Regions from separate parts of the Mus musculus genome. Here regions 1 and 2 are each linked to region 3. A link is a contact called in public Hi-C and HiChIP or PLAC-seq data. All regions are on one chromosome and are shown on one strand. Each heading gives the region's core, a stretch centred on a gene start, on an enhancer-like site or on the middle of the called end of the contact. The rest is flanking DNA. Distances are from core to core; before and after follow the strand shown.

Evidence for each region. Hi-C and Micro-C count contacts between places; a contact is called where the count stands out from the background. HiChIP or PLAC-seq counts read pairs in DNA pulled down with a chosen protein or histone mark.
Region 1: a Hi-C map of liver shows a contact between it and region 3, with 2.2 times the contacts expected there. The contact joins the enhancer-like site here to the promoter of Kdm5b in region 3. A contact is called at or near these places in 17 of 39 promoter capture datasets (the 3T3-L1 cell line, 3T3-L1-derived adipocytes, the HPC-7 cell line and 10 more), 1 of 15 datasets of contacts at CTCF or cohesin (embryonic stem cells), 65 of 484 Hi-C or Micro-C datasets (CD4 T cells, CD8 T cells, the G1E-ER4 cell line and 31 more), 29 of 115 datasets of contacts at active chromatin or transcription factors (DN3 thymocytes, the HPC-7 cell line, bone marrow-derived macrophages and 15 more) and 3 of 9 other capture datasets (adipose tissue, liver and pancreatic islet).
Region 2: a contact with region 3 is called in an H3K4me3 HiChIP or PLAC-seq map of fetal liver, with 2.1 times the contacts expected there. The contact joins the enhancer-like site here to the promoter of Kdm5b in region 3. A contact is called at or near these places in 14 of 39 promoter capture datasets (the 3T3-L1 cell line, 3T3-L1-derived adipocytes, the HPC-7 cell line and 10 more), 4 of 484 Hi-C or Micro-C datasets (the G1E-ER4 cell line, the HPC-7 cell line, cerebral cortex and 1 more), 8 of 115 datasets of contacts at active chromatin or transcription factors (the HPC-7 cell line, T-cell acute lymphoblastic leukemia, bone marrow-derived macrophages and 3 more) and 3 of 9 other capture datasets (adipose tissue, liver and pancreatic islet).

Annotation. Positions count from the first base shown.
Region 1 is chr1:134,517,501-134,521,700 of GRCm38.p6, reverse strand. It overlaps the pseudogene Gm15454 and the pseudogene Tuba5-ps. Among named protein-coding and RNA genes, the nearest start is that of Gm46159, 8.3 kb to the left of the region's middle. Within about 2 kb of position 1,495, at least 18 of the 459 cell types and tissues checked have an H3K27ac peak or open chromatin away from gene starts, as enhancers often do. A contact at or near this core is called in the G1E-ER4 cell line, erythroblasts and liver, where this site is marked.
Region 2 is chr1:134,612,355-134,616,828 of GRCm38.p6, reverse strand. It overlaps Kdm5b (lysine (K)-specific demethylase 5B), which reads right to left. Exons shown (of 27, transcript NM_152895.2): 15 at 3,460-3,641; 16 at 2,818-2,942; 17 at 761-911; 18 at 526-640. Among named protein-coding and RNA genes, the nearest start is that of Kdm5b, 54 kb to the right of the region's middle. Within about 2 kb of position 1,623, at least 6 of the 459 cell types and tissues checked have an H3K27ac peak or open chromatin away from gene starts, as enhancers often do. A contact at or near this core is called in fetal liver, where this site is marked.
Region 3 is chr1:134,557,923-134,562,271 of GRCm38.p6, reverse strand. Kdm5b (lysine (K)-specific demethylase 5B) reads right to left here and starts at 2,094. Exons shown (of 27, transcript NM_152895.2): 1 at 1,730-2,094. The coding sequence starts at 1,933. It also overlaps a transcript of Mgat4e not described here.

The sequences.
Region 1 (4,200 bases), core at 246-2,745, 40 kb after region 3:
ATAACAGTAATAAAATTAGTTGTGAAGCAGTAACGAAAATAATTTTATGGGGGGGGGCAGGGATCTCCACAATGTGAGGAACTATAGAAAAGGCCTGCAGCATTAGGAAGGTTGAGAACCACTGTCCTAGAGTAAAAACCCCATAAAACTATGCCAGCACCCTAGGAATGGGGCGGGTCACAAGGTGGAGATTAAATACGTTTATTACTACAAGAGGAAATGACAGTATTTACAAGTGCAGAGCACAAGAAGCCTTCTGCACACTCTAATCTGATGAAGGCCTTTCTGTATGTCCCAAATTGTTCTCGGAGCCAGATGTGTGATGCACATGTACAATTTCCGCACCCCAGAGGCTGCGGCAGGAGAAGCTCAAGCTCCTGGTTAGAGTGATCTACGTAGCAAGACACTGTGGAGGTGGGGAGCAATTCCCTTCAGATGGTGAGCCCTATCGTGGTCCTGCCCTGGTATATCTGAACAAGGAAGCCACTCCTTTGGCTTCTGGCCCATATGCCTCACTTCTCAGACAAATTGAGGGTTACCTGCCCTATCCTTTCCAGTCCTAGTGCATTTATGTCTCCTGGAATTTCTCCTAGGAACCACACAGGTTATGTGCTAATCTTTCTCTTCACCTTCAACTTGCCTTGAACCCTGTGGGACACCAGTTTACAAACTGGATGTTGCCCTAGGACTTGTCGGCAGCAATAGCAGCTTGCCCATTCACAGGCACTAAGTTTCCATGGTAGAGCAGATGGCAGGCCGTGTACTCACCGTTCCTGACCAACTGATTAGAAAGTTCAAGGCTCACTGATCTTTGACACAGAGCTGCTTATGGTGGGCCTTCTCAGCAGGGACAGAGGTCATCAGTGGAGACTGGATCCAGGGTAGAGCACTGCGAATTCTGGTTTCTTTAAAAACCCAGTTATGTTATGTGACTGTGTTTTCATTTTAATCCCAGGTGTGGGATAAGAGGCTGCTTCACAGCCGGTGATTATGTTTTGCCTTGTGAACTAGCAGGGGTGTGATTTTTGCCAGTTACATATAGTTCAATGCTGGGGACTCTGGAGAGGGTATAACTCCCAGAGCCCCAGGAAGGGCCAGGGCACTATGGAAAGAGGCTGCTGCTTCTGGCTGCTGCTGTTGAAGTTTGACAAGAAGTTGGAGATATCCTGACGACAAAGATTAGACTTGCCCCAAGGACCTCAACGTCCCTAATCAGCAGGAAATAGTCTATTTTGTTGGCTTAAAGATATCTACAGCCCCTTTCCCCTCTAACCATCTTTCTCTCCTACCTAGTGTTGGGGGTCAGAAGGGATCAGGGTAGGATAAGTATTAGACGAGAGGTAGAGATATAAGAACCCAATAAAATACTAAAAAAAAAAAAATGCCACTAGGGCAGGGTACCAAAATGACCTGGAACTCCAAAAGGTCCACACCGAGGGCACCATCAAATACCTGGTATTGGCGATGGCAGAAATGACCTGGCCAATGAACCTGTTGTAGGTCAAAAGCTCAATGTTCAAGCTGCAGTGACAGATGTCATAGCTGGCCTTGCAGTTTACCACGAAGGTCCAGCCTGAGGACGTCAGAGTTGTGTTGAGACTTAAAGGTGGAGTTGTAGGGCTCTCCAAGTGCTGTGGATACTTAAGGGTCTGGGTAGAGAGAAAAAAAAAAACCCAACTTTTTACTTGAGATAAAGGTAGGGTTGTTTTAGCAGGGAGTTAAAAACCAAGCTGAGCTGCCTCATGGTGCTGGAAGGTCAGCAAGCTCTTGGGCACAGTGTACTGGTCTGTCTACAGAAGGGACATCACTGTTAAGGATACAGGTGGCATGTCCCTTGTCTAGAACCCCTCTCTCTTAGGGAACACTTGACTGTTCATACAGTGATTACCTAAATACATTTTCATTCCCTTCCACATAGTAAAGATTTTGAAGTATAGTTTATACTCCTATATTTTATATGTAGAACGAATGGTTTCACAAGCCTGTATACTTATATAACCAAACCACACAAGAAATAGAAATTATATAACCAAACCAATGAAGATATAAAAACTCCCATCATCACCCAAATGGATCTTACGTCATTTTGCTTTACCTCTATAGAGATAAAGAAAGCATACAAGAGGCTTGGAGTTCTTGGCACAGGTGGCCTAGACAGGACAGGTGAGATGGTTGACTCTAGACAAATCGTCACATCCCACCCCACCCTGGAACCTCAGAACCTGCAGGTTTACCAAGTACCCTAGCAATTCTGATAGTGTTCCTTGGGCCAGAAAGGCATCCATCAACCAATTATGTGCATAATGACAGTACAAGAAAGGTCTAAAAAAAAAGCCCAGGAGGCCGGGCGGCAGTGGCGCATGCCTTTAATCCCAGCACTTGGGAGGCAGAGGCAGGTGGATCTCTGAGTTTGAGGTCAGCCTGGTCTACAGAGTGAGTTCCAGGACAGCCAGGACTGCACAGAGAAACCCTGTCTCGAAAAACAAACAAACAAACAAACAACAACAAAAAGCCCAGGAGACGCTTTGTTTTACCTTCATTCTGAGGAGGGGAGCACAGAACCCAAAGGCCCCAGTTTCTACTGCAGCGCTGACCATGTCTACACCAACGCTGTAGAGCACTAGAGCCAAAGAACTGGCTCCAGCTGGCCTCACTCTCAGACTAAGGAGCAAACTGGAAAAGCATTTAAGAGCTAAAGGAGGCTCTCCCAGCTGGAGGGATCTACAGAGTCCAAGAACAACAAGCGGGGCTGATAGACATAGATCACAGTTCAAAGAAGGTTAGGACCAGATAGTTGGGCAAGCGAGGAAGCAGCCAAGAGAAGTGGGAGGAACTCTGGGTAGAGCCGGCTATTCAAGCTTCCAAGCCCAAATCCAACACCAAGCAGGACACAGAGCTCCCCCTAGGGGATGGCTGGATAGATAGAAAGCACAGCGGAATGACGTCTGCGGTAACAGATGCAGTTCGTGGTTCTCCCATTTCCTGTTCATGGTAATCTTCTTCTTTTTTTTTTTTTTTTAACAGATCTTGCCTGAGTTTATTTGTAAGAACAGCATAGGACACTGGTCATCTGCAAATACTGTGTGGGGAGGTGTGTCACAGCAGTCCGTCTGTCTTCACACTGGCAGGAGTCATTTCTATGGGGCCTTCACAGGGGCCTGGGTACCTTTGGGGGCCTGAGCACCTTTGGGAGCCTGGGCTGGAGCTGAAGCCTGGGCCTTAGCTGGAGCTTTGGCCCCTGCCTTGGTTTGGACCTTAGGCTTCGGTTGGCAGAGCCTCTGACCCTTGGCCATGTAGCTTCGAATCCGCTTCCCAAGCTTAGGGTGAGCGATGAAAGCCAGCCGCTTGAGTTTGGGGCCTTTTGGCATCTTGGGCTTGATGGCCTGAGGCTTCACCAGGGCCTTGATGGCCTCTGCGCGCGCACTCACTGCCTTTGCATTGTTGGCCTGCATCTTCTTCAGGCCTTTCTTGTTGTGTTTCTTGGCAAAGCGCATGTTCCTCAGGAACTTGGGGTCAACCCCCTTAAGAGATTCGTATCTTTGCGACCGGGGTTTCTTGATGCCATTTCTGTGCCATTTGCGGGACTGGTTGTGTGTGGTGTGGTTCTTGGACTTGGCCATGTTTGCACGGTAACCCGCGGCCCCCGCAGCGCCTGAGACCGGAAGAGAAAAAAACCATGGTAATCTTCTAAGGCAGAAAGAGAGGGCTAAGGACTAGTGACCTCCTGCCGATGCCAAGGCCACCTGGTTCCATGCGCCAGGTTTCAGATTCATTTCATGACCAGATCGATGGTCTCCTCTCCCATTAGTACACTGTCATGGGCACAGTTGCCTCTGATCATGAAAGAGCTGCCCACAAATGCCAGCTCCTAATTCATCTTGAGAGGAAGGAGAAAGACAGAGGCAAAAGGGTCTAATCTCATTTCCTGAGAGGGCCCGAGGCTCTGCAAGCTTTGCTGTGATGGCGCTGTTTAAGGGTAACAGCACAGCAGAGGGCTGGACGTGCCGATCTCTGTGGACCCACTTCTGTTTGTTTTTGTTTTTTGTTTGTTTGTTTGTTTTTTCGAGGCAGGGTTTTTCTGTGTAGCTCTGGCTGTCCTGAAACTCACTCTGTAGACCAGGCTGGCCTCGAACTCAGAAATCCGCTTGCCTCTGCCTCCCAAGTGCTGGGATTAAAGGTGTGCGCCACCACTGCCCAGCG
Region 2 (4,474 bases), core at 374-2,873, 55 kb before region 3:
ATGCACAGAAAATTCAACCTCTGGTCATACTGATTGTGTAGCAAGAGCTCAGAACCATCTCTCCAGCTCCGGACTTACTATGGAGCCCAGACTGCCTTCATACTTATGGCAGTTCTCCTGCCTTGGGATCTAAATGTTGAAATTTTAAGTGTGGTTCACCATGCTAGACTCAGTGGTCACTTTCACAATAAAAATCTCAACTTTATCTTCCTTTTAATAGAATCTCCTTATAACCACCCACTATTCCACAAACAAAAATTCAAATATTTGTGAATTATTGGCTCAGGTCAGGAGCACTTGCCACTCTTCAAGAGGACAGAGCAGCAGTTCCCAGCCCCCCATAACAGGTGGCTCACAACCATTGTTAATTCCAGATTTAATATATCTGATGCTCTCCTTTGGCTTCTGCAGAAACACACACACACACAATAACAAATTAACCACCAAAGAGCCAACTGACCAACTTAATGATGTCAATTGAGTATATAAATATACCTGAAGTCCTACAGATCTTTATATGGTTACCTTTAGCAACGGTGTCTGACTAAGGACGCACGGCAGAGCATACAGCTGAGTCACAAACTGTCTAAGTTCATTCACCGTCAGCTGATTCTGAGACTTTCCTCCACCAGATCGATACCTACAAAGACAAGGGCCGGAGAAAGCCATGAAGACACGTGCATTCATTACTCGGAGATGCCAATGGGTTCCTAGGTTCAGGTGCCTCAGAGTCCATTCTCATACAGTCAGAAATAGATACCTTGTTTGCCTTTTGCCATTAAGCAACTGCTGGGCAACAGAGGCACACTTTTCTGCATCCTGCGTGACTAGTCGAAGGTGACGCAAAAGATCATTGTCTGGGAATTTTTTCATTTCTGATTCTTCAATCAAAGCTTTAAAGCTGACAAGACCTAAAACAGAACAAGTCATCTTTCCTGTGATCAAGCTCATAATCACTATTACAGAGCAGAGAAGACTTTCTGTCCATTCTTACCCAGAAATGTAACACAAGCAATGTTTATCTGATTGGGGGGATGGGGAATAGTCTGACAAAGGGTACTTATAGAGTTGGGTCTTCAGGATATAAGTTTAGAATTTTTTTTAAGTGAAAATCTGCTGATTTGTGAAAGAAAAGTAATAGAGATCTACTGTGGTTTAACCCACTTTGTGGTCTTTACTTCACTGTATAGTTGACAAGAAACTGGTGGTGGTGCTCCCTTCCCCTCCATGAAAAGGGAGGGAGGGACCTGCTGATGTACAGAGTGCAGAGAACTGAGTCTGGAGGGAATGGTGGAGGGCAGGCTCAGCAGCTAAAAGCCCTCACTGTTCCCGAGGAGGGCCAGGCTTGGATCCCAGGACCCGCATAATGACTCAGGAGCATATAACCCCAGACCCAGGGACCCAGAGCTCTCTTCTGACCTCTCTAAGCACCCATACAAACACACACACACACACACACACACACACACACACACACACCATAAAGGAGGGAGAATGGCTGGAGGTAACCCAGCCGCTAAGAGTACTTGTTATTAAAGAGGACTCAGGTTCAGTTACAGCACCCACAGAGCAACTCACAATCATCCTCAAGCCCAGCCCTGTTCTGACCTCAGGGTTTATCAGGCACACAACAGAGTAGGCTCAGATACACACGCACACACATACATGCAGGCAAAACACACACATATAGAAGAGAGAAAAAAATAATGATAAGTGCCAGGGACACTAAATTTTGATTAGAACTAGGAAATGTTAAGCCAACATTTCACCAACATTTTAGTATTATACTGCATTTCAAAGAATCCATTTTAACAAAATACATAAAGTTGCTATTATATTCTTAAGATTTTTAAATTTATTCATTTATCTATTTATTTTGGTTTTCAAGACAGGGTTACTCTGTAGCCCTGGCTGTCCTGTAACTCACCCTGTAGGCCAGACTACCTGCCTCTGCCTCCTGAGTGCTGGGTTTAAAGGTGCGTGCTACCACATCCGGCTTGATTTATTTATTTTTATGTGTATGGTGTTTTGCCTACATATATCTCTATACACCATATGTATGTAGTGGCTGGGGAGGACAGAGGAAGCACTATACACCCTCTGACTGACTGTAGTTATAGATAGTTATGAGCCACCACGTGAATGACTGGAATTGAACCCCGGTCTTCTGAAAGAGCAAACAGTACTCTTAACCTCTGAGCCAACTTTCCAGCTCTATTTTGGTTTTCTGGGTCGCCCCCCCCCCCAATTTGTTTTTTGTTTTTTTGTTTTTTGTTAGGGTTTCTCTGTATAGCCCTAGCTGTCCTGGAACTCACTCTGTAGACCAGGCTGGCCTCAAACTCAGAAATCTGCCTGCCTCTGCCTCCCAAGTGGTAGGATTAAAGGTGTGCGCCACCACGGCCCTGCTTTCTATTTGTTTTTGTTTTTTTTTAAAGAAGTTTAGTTTGTTCCTTTCTTTCTTTTCACTACAGGGGGTGGGGCGTCAAAGTGGGGAAATGTGAGCCATGGTGTACATATGGAGGTCAGAGGTGAACTGGTTCAGATGTCACATGGGTTCCAGGAACCTAATCCAAGATCATTGGGCCCGAGAGGCATGTATACTGAGCCACCTCGCTGGCCCCAAAACCATCTTGTATAACCTATATACCCAGGCTTCACTGAGATGTTGAGGCCATCTGCCTCATCCATCTTGGCTAGAACCTTCTGCCAAGGACCTGGATGTAAGATTAAGCAGGAAATTAGGCTGTTTCAAAACGTTGGCTGCAACAAAATCCAACTAGACTTTGCAGCTTGAGTACCACTTTCTGCATTACTTACTTTTCTTCTTATTGATCTTTGCTTCCAAGGCTTCATTCACATTTAAGGCCCATTCATTGTAAGACTCTGCTCGAAGCTTTAATGCATTCATCATTGGATAGAGATCATCCAGAGTGTATCTATACCTGGACACAGAACACAAACAGCAATGAGACGGGCCAGTGGAAAAAACTGGACGTTATATCCTCAACATTCAGAGACCTATAATAACTAAAGACTCAGTGTGGGCTGGGAAGACGGCTCAATTGGTAGAGCAATTTACTTACAAGAACAAGAACCTGAGTTTCAATCCCCAAAACCTATGTGTGGTGGTGATCTAATTAGGAAGGGCCCCCATAGGCTCAAATATTTGAGTGCTTAATCATCATGGAGTGGTGTGACTTGAGAGGGAATCAGAGGTGAATCCTTGATGAAAGTGTGTCAGTGGGACTGGACTTTGGTGTTTCAATTGCTCAAGAAAGGCCCAGTGTCTCTCTCTTCCTTCTGCCTTTGGATATATAACCACATTCACACATAAATATGATCACACACGTGCATACATGTGCACTCAAGCCAGGGCATCAAAAAGACACTTATGCACATGCACACTCAAAATAAATGATTGGATGCTTTCCCAAAGGAAAAAAACTCATCCTTACTTACCGCAGGTTATACTTATACGGGGGGCAAGAACACAATTCTTTCACATGATGTAGGCAAACAAGTAGGCCAGGTTTACAAGAGCAGGAGATGGCAGACATGAAGCATGTAGTTTTGCATTTTATACACTGCCGCTCATCATCTGGCAACAGCTCAAAATCCATTCTTTCAGAATCAATTACTCCCTAAAACAAAATCTATATTAGAGGATTTGAAAGGATAATACAATCTAAAAGACCCAAGAAAATATGTACTATTTAGAACTATATAACCGGGCTGGAGAGATGGCTCAGCAGATAAGAGCACTTACTGCTCTTCCAGAGGTCCTGAGTTCAATTCTCAGCAACTATATGGTTGCTGACAACCATCTGTAATGTGATGCCCTCTTCTAGCGTATCTGAAGACAGAAACAGTATACTCACATACATGAAAAAAAAAAAGAACTAAATAATCTAAAAATAATAATAGCACATTATTCTACTTGTCCAAGGAGAATCCTTCTTTGGATGAGGCAGGTCCTCAAGTCTAACCACTTATTTCTATTTGAGCATTAATAAAATTGTTGATAAATGAATACTGCTGAAGTTAGCAACCTTACACCAAACTTACCTTACAGAAAGATTGGGGCACAGAGAGGAAGAGCTAAAGACACATGCTTTCTATCACAAAGGAAAAGTAAAAACACTGGCACACTTGCCTACAATGCACAGAGAGAGCCCTGGATTTGATCCCTAGCATCTTCAAGACACATACATAGAGGCACTTGAAAGATGACTCTAGGATTAAGAAGAATGAACACAGCTCTTGCAGATGACCTTAGCTCACAGCCACCTGTACCTGTCGCTGCCACCAGAGATCTAAGGCCTTCTACCAACACACATACTTTACAAACAAAGTAAAAATGGGAAAGGGAGGGAGGGAGGAAGGGGACAAAGGAAGAGAGGGAGAGAGGGAGGGAAGGAAGGTTGGTTGGTTTTACATTAATATTTTAATAATTTCTGACAATTACACGTTAAAT
Region 3 (4,349 bases), core at 845-3,344:
CAACAGTCACATTCATCTTTCCTGGTACATTAAGATAAAGCTAAATCGCTCAATGTTTGAAACGTGGTCCACATTTCAGAATCAAAACCCTAGGTCTAACCAGGCAAGGGTGTAACTTCTGCAGGCCTCTACAGTAAAAGAAACCTTCCATCGCCTCTGTCCATTTCACCAGAAGAAATGAATCTATTTCCAAACATTTCCCCCCATACTAGCTGACCTGGCCAGTTATTTTCTGAGGCATTTCATTTCTGCTTTCAAAGTTGTCCAAGAGCAACTAAAATATGGTATCTGTGTTTTAATTTTTCTTTCGTGGGGGTAGTGAAAGGATAAGGCTTTATTCAGGGATCTCTCGCAAACATCTTTTCTAGAACGTCTACGTACACAATCCCCTAAATCAAAATGCCATTACATAGAGCAAGTTTAAGGGAGAAAGGGGTAAAAGGCGTGGGGGGGGGTCTTTTTCACTTGAGAGCAGGGAAAGATAGAAAATTCTTAAACGGTAGGCAAGGCAGTTAAACCTTTCCAACCGACCCGGCCGGTCCAACGGTCGTTTAGGCCAACTCAGACTCAGGTCATCCCAAAAGGTAGGCGAAAAACCTGGGGTGTCGCAGCGCATCCAGTTCCGGCTGCGGGGGGAGGGGGTACGGGGAGGGGGACGGGGACGGGGAAGGAGTGGGCCGGGCTCTCCGCGGACGTTGCAGCCGTTAGGGCCGTCTTGGGGACACCCCACCCCTCAGAGCCCCCCAAGCTCGAGGCGCTAGAGCCCCCGCCGGGAAGGCCGAGTAGGGAAAGCTAGGGACCAGGATGAAATCTCCAAGAGCTCGTCTGACATCTCCCCTACAAGCACAGCCTCTCCACCTCAGCCCCAGCCAGGCCTCCCCCCCCCCCCCGCGCCGGGAGCAAAGCAGTCCGGCCCCAAGTCCGTGTGGGAGCGTCCGCCAGGACCTGCGAGCATCAGGGCCCCCGCCGCTTGGCCTGCCCCCACCATCCTCAAAGTGTCGTCCCCCCACCCCGACCCTTGCACCCCCACCACCACTCAACCAGCCGCTCCAGACCGGCCCAGCGGCTCCTCCCCTCCCCCAGTAGCGCCGGCCGCCCCCTGGCCCAGCTCGCCCTGGGGACTCCCAGAGGCCGAGGGACCAGGTGGTGGTGGGGGACCCGGGTCCGGAGGGTGGGGCGCTCAGGTGAGGGCAGCTTCGGGCCGACGCCGCCACCACACAAAGGACCAGGGGCTCCCGCCGCCATATTGAAAACTTTCCTCCTCACACGACAACTCGCAAGTCCCCCACCCCCACCCATCACACACCCCCGCACCCCGAGAAGGAGGCGAGGACCAGCCACGGAGCCGTGCGGGCCCAGAGCCCTGCCTCCGCGCCCGCGTCTCAGCCGGGCTCGGGAGGACTCCCCAGCGACCACCCCGGCGGCTGCCAACCACTCCAGCCCGCACCGCTGCCGGGCGGTGCAGCGCACCAGCCCCCGGAGCCGCACCGACCTAGCCCCCTCCGGCCGCCCCGCCGGAGCCCGCGGTCCTCACGGCCCACATCCCACCCGGGACGGGGGCCCCCGCGCCTTCCTCCCACCGCCGCATCTCCGACCCTCGGAGCCACCCCAAACTTGACCGGGCCCGCGGGACGACCGCTCCCCGCCCCCGCGCCTCCGGCCTCCCGGGCCGCGCGTCCTCGCTCCCTCCCCCAGCCGCGAGCAGGATCCGGGGTGCTGGCTGACTCACCGGCGGCGGCCGCACCTTACAGATCCCAGTCTGCTCGGCTATGGGCCGGATCTTGTGGATGAAAGCGAAGGGGTCCGCGAACTCTTCCCAGCTCGGCTCGAAGACCGGACACTCGGGGGGAGGCAGGAACTCTCCCAGCGGGCCCGGGCCCCCGAGGGGCAGCGCCGGGCGCGGGCCTGGGGGCAGCGTGGTGGCCGGCTCCATCACCGCGACCTGGGCAGGGGCGAGCACAGGGCAGGCTCCGCAACCGCGGCAGCGAGCTCCGCTCCGTCCGAAACCCGTGCAGACGCACAGCTCGGGCGACAGGTCCGACTTCTACTAGCAACGGCAACACCTAGGGCTTTTTCAGCCTTCCTCCGACGACGTCTTGCCGCTACCCCACGCAGTGCTCCTCCGCCGCCACGGCGAGGAAAAAAGTCCCTGCTGCCACCCCGAGCCAGGTCTCGCCCCGCCCCCTAGCCGGGAGGGGCAGGGGCCTTCCGCCTGGGATGTTTATCCTTAATGCTTCAGTTAACCTCTGAAGTTTCAGAATTCTTCCTCTCAAGAAGTTAACAGTCTAGTAGGGAGAACAGAGTTACAATCCATCAATCACGTCATATATTTTGGCACGAAAGATTTGCTTAGTAAAACCCGAGAAGCAGAGTACTGAAATTGGAGGATTCTCCAGGTAGAGAAAACACCTTGAACACAAGGAGCAGCAAGGACAGACACATAGAGTAATGAGGAGAGCAATAACTCTTCGAGCACTTGCTTATCCTAGACACTGTGTAAAGTGCAAGTGCTTTTCGGGATTGTTTAGTCTGTGAGGGGATTAAGCATTTGACCAAATCCAACAGTTCAGTCTATTTACTGGAAAGTAGGGTTGTTGCACAGAAATCTACACATATACAAGGTTGGACTTGAGCAAAAGCATCTTGAAATAATCCAATCAAGGAATGATGGGGCCTAAATAAATTCAGCAGCGCTATAGGTTAAAGTGAAATTGTAGGAAATAAAAGTTAGACTAGGACGGGACCAGAAGAATAGCGTACTAAGGGTCTGACAGATGGCATCCCTGGGACAAGCATCCATGAGCATGTTCTAGGGAAGATGTATTCACCCCTGAACAGGCTGAGCCTGAGATGTCTCTGCTACAAAGATTTTCAACAGGCTAAAAGGTACAACAGGTCTGAAGGAAAGAAAGAGATCAGAGTGTTTCAGAGGAAGCAATGGAAGAGCTGAGAGGTTAAGTAACCATGAAATCCAAAGATGGGGGATGGCCCCAGAAAAAGTCAGGTCATAAGTAGAACTTGAACACAAACATAATTTCTTTTTTTTTTTTTTTGTTTTGTTTTTTCGAGACAGGGTTTCTCTGTATAGTCTTGGCTGTCCTGGAACTCACTTTGTAGACCAGGCTGGCCTCGAACTCAGAGATCCACCTGCCTCTGCCTCCCAAGTGCTGGGATTAAAGGCGTGTGCCACCACCGCCCGGCGATTTCTTTAATCTAGAAAGCAACCAAACTCGTGGAAAGACTGCCTGCCACTGTATAAGGAAGGATCAGTGGCTCCACAGCCCTCCCTTCAGAATAGACCATCACTCAGCCTCTGGGTTTAGATTTTAATAGGACTAATGTGACCTAGGCTGGCCTGGAACTCTCTACATAGCCAAAGATGACTCTGATCTCCTGATCATCCTCCTGCCTCTACCTCTTAAACGCTGGGATTACAGATATATCCTATCACACAGAGACCATGGTTCTTCAGCTTAAAAATGGAAAGAGTTAGAAGTTAGATGTGGTGGCGCACACCTTTAATCCTACACAAAGTTCCAGGCCAGCCAGACCTGCATAATGAGCTTCCGCATCAAAGACAGAGAGAGCCGGCTCAGCAGATTAAGGGCATTTGCTTCCGCCTTAGAGGATGTAAACTTAGTTTCCAGATCAATGCCCATCAGCTCCCAACTGCCTCTTCACCCCCAGCCTCAGAGGCTCTGATGTCTCTCCTGGCCCCTACAAGCAACACACACATTTTTTTTATTTTTTTATTATTTTCCTCATTTACATTTCAAATGCTATCCCAAAAGTCCCCTATACCCTCCCCCGCCCTGCTCCCCTACCCACCCACTCCCACTTCTTGGCCCTGGCATTCCCCTGTACTGGGGCATATAAAGTTTGCAAGACCAAGGGGCCTCTTTTCCCAATGATGGCCAACTAGGTCATCTTCTGATATATATGCAGCTAGAGACATGAGCTCTGGGGGTACTGGTTAGTTCATATTGTTCCACCTATAGGGTTGCAGACCCCTTCAGCTCAACACACATTTAAAAAATTTTTTTAAATATAAAAAATACAAAACATTTTTCAGTGAAGGGGAGAAAAGCCCCAGTCTTTAATAAGCTCTATCGAAGTACCTGGCCTCTAAAACAGTTCAGCAATTCTTGAAGAAGGCAAAACTTTTCTTAGCTCTACAGGGATTTGGAGCCTGAATAAGACATATATTGTCTTAAATAATAATAAAATAAGACAATAATATTGTCTTAGACAATAATCTGTTCATTAAAAAAAAATCATTGTAAAATGAGGTGATACAGCAGGTTATAAAATCGTGGGAAACCTAGGGAAGAAGTATAGAATTTACCACA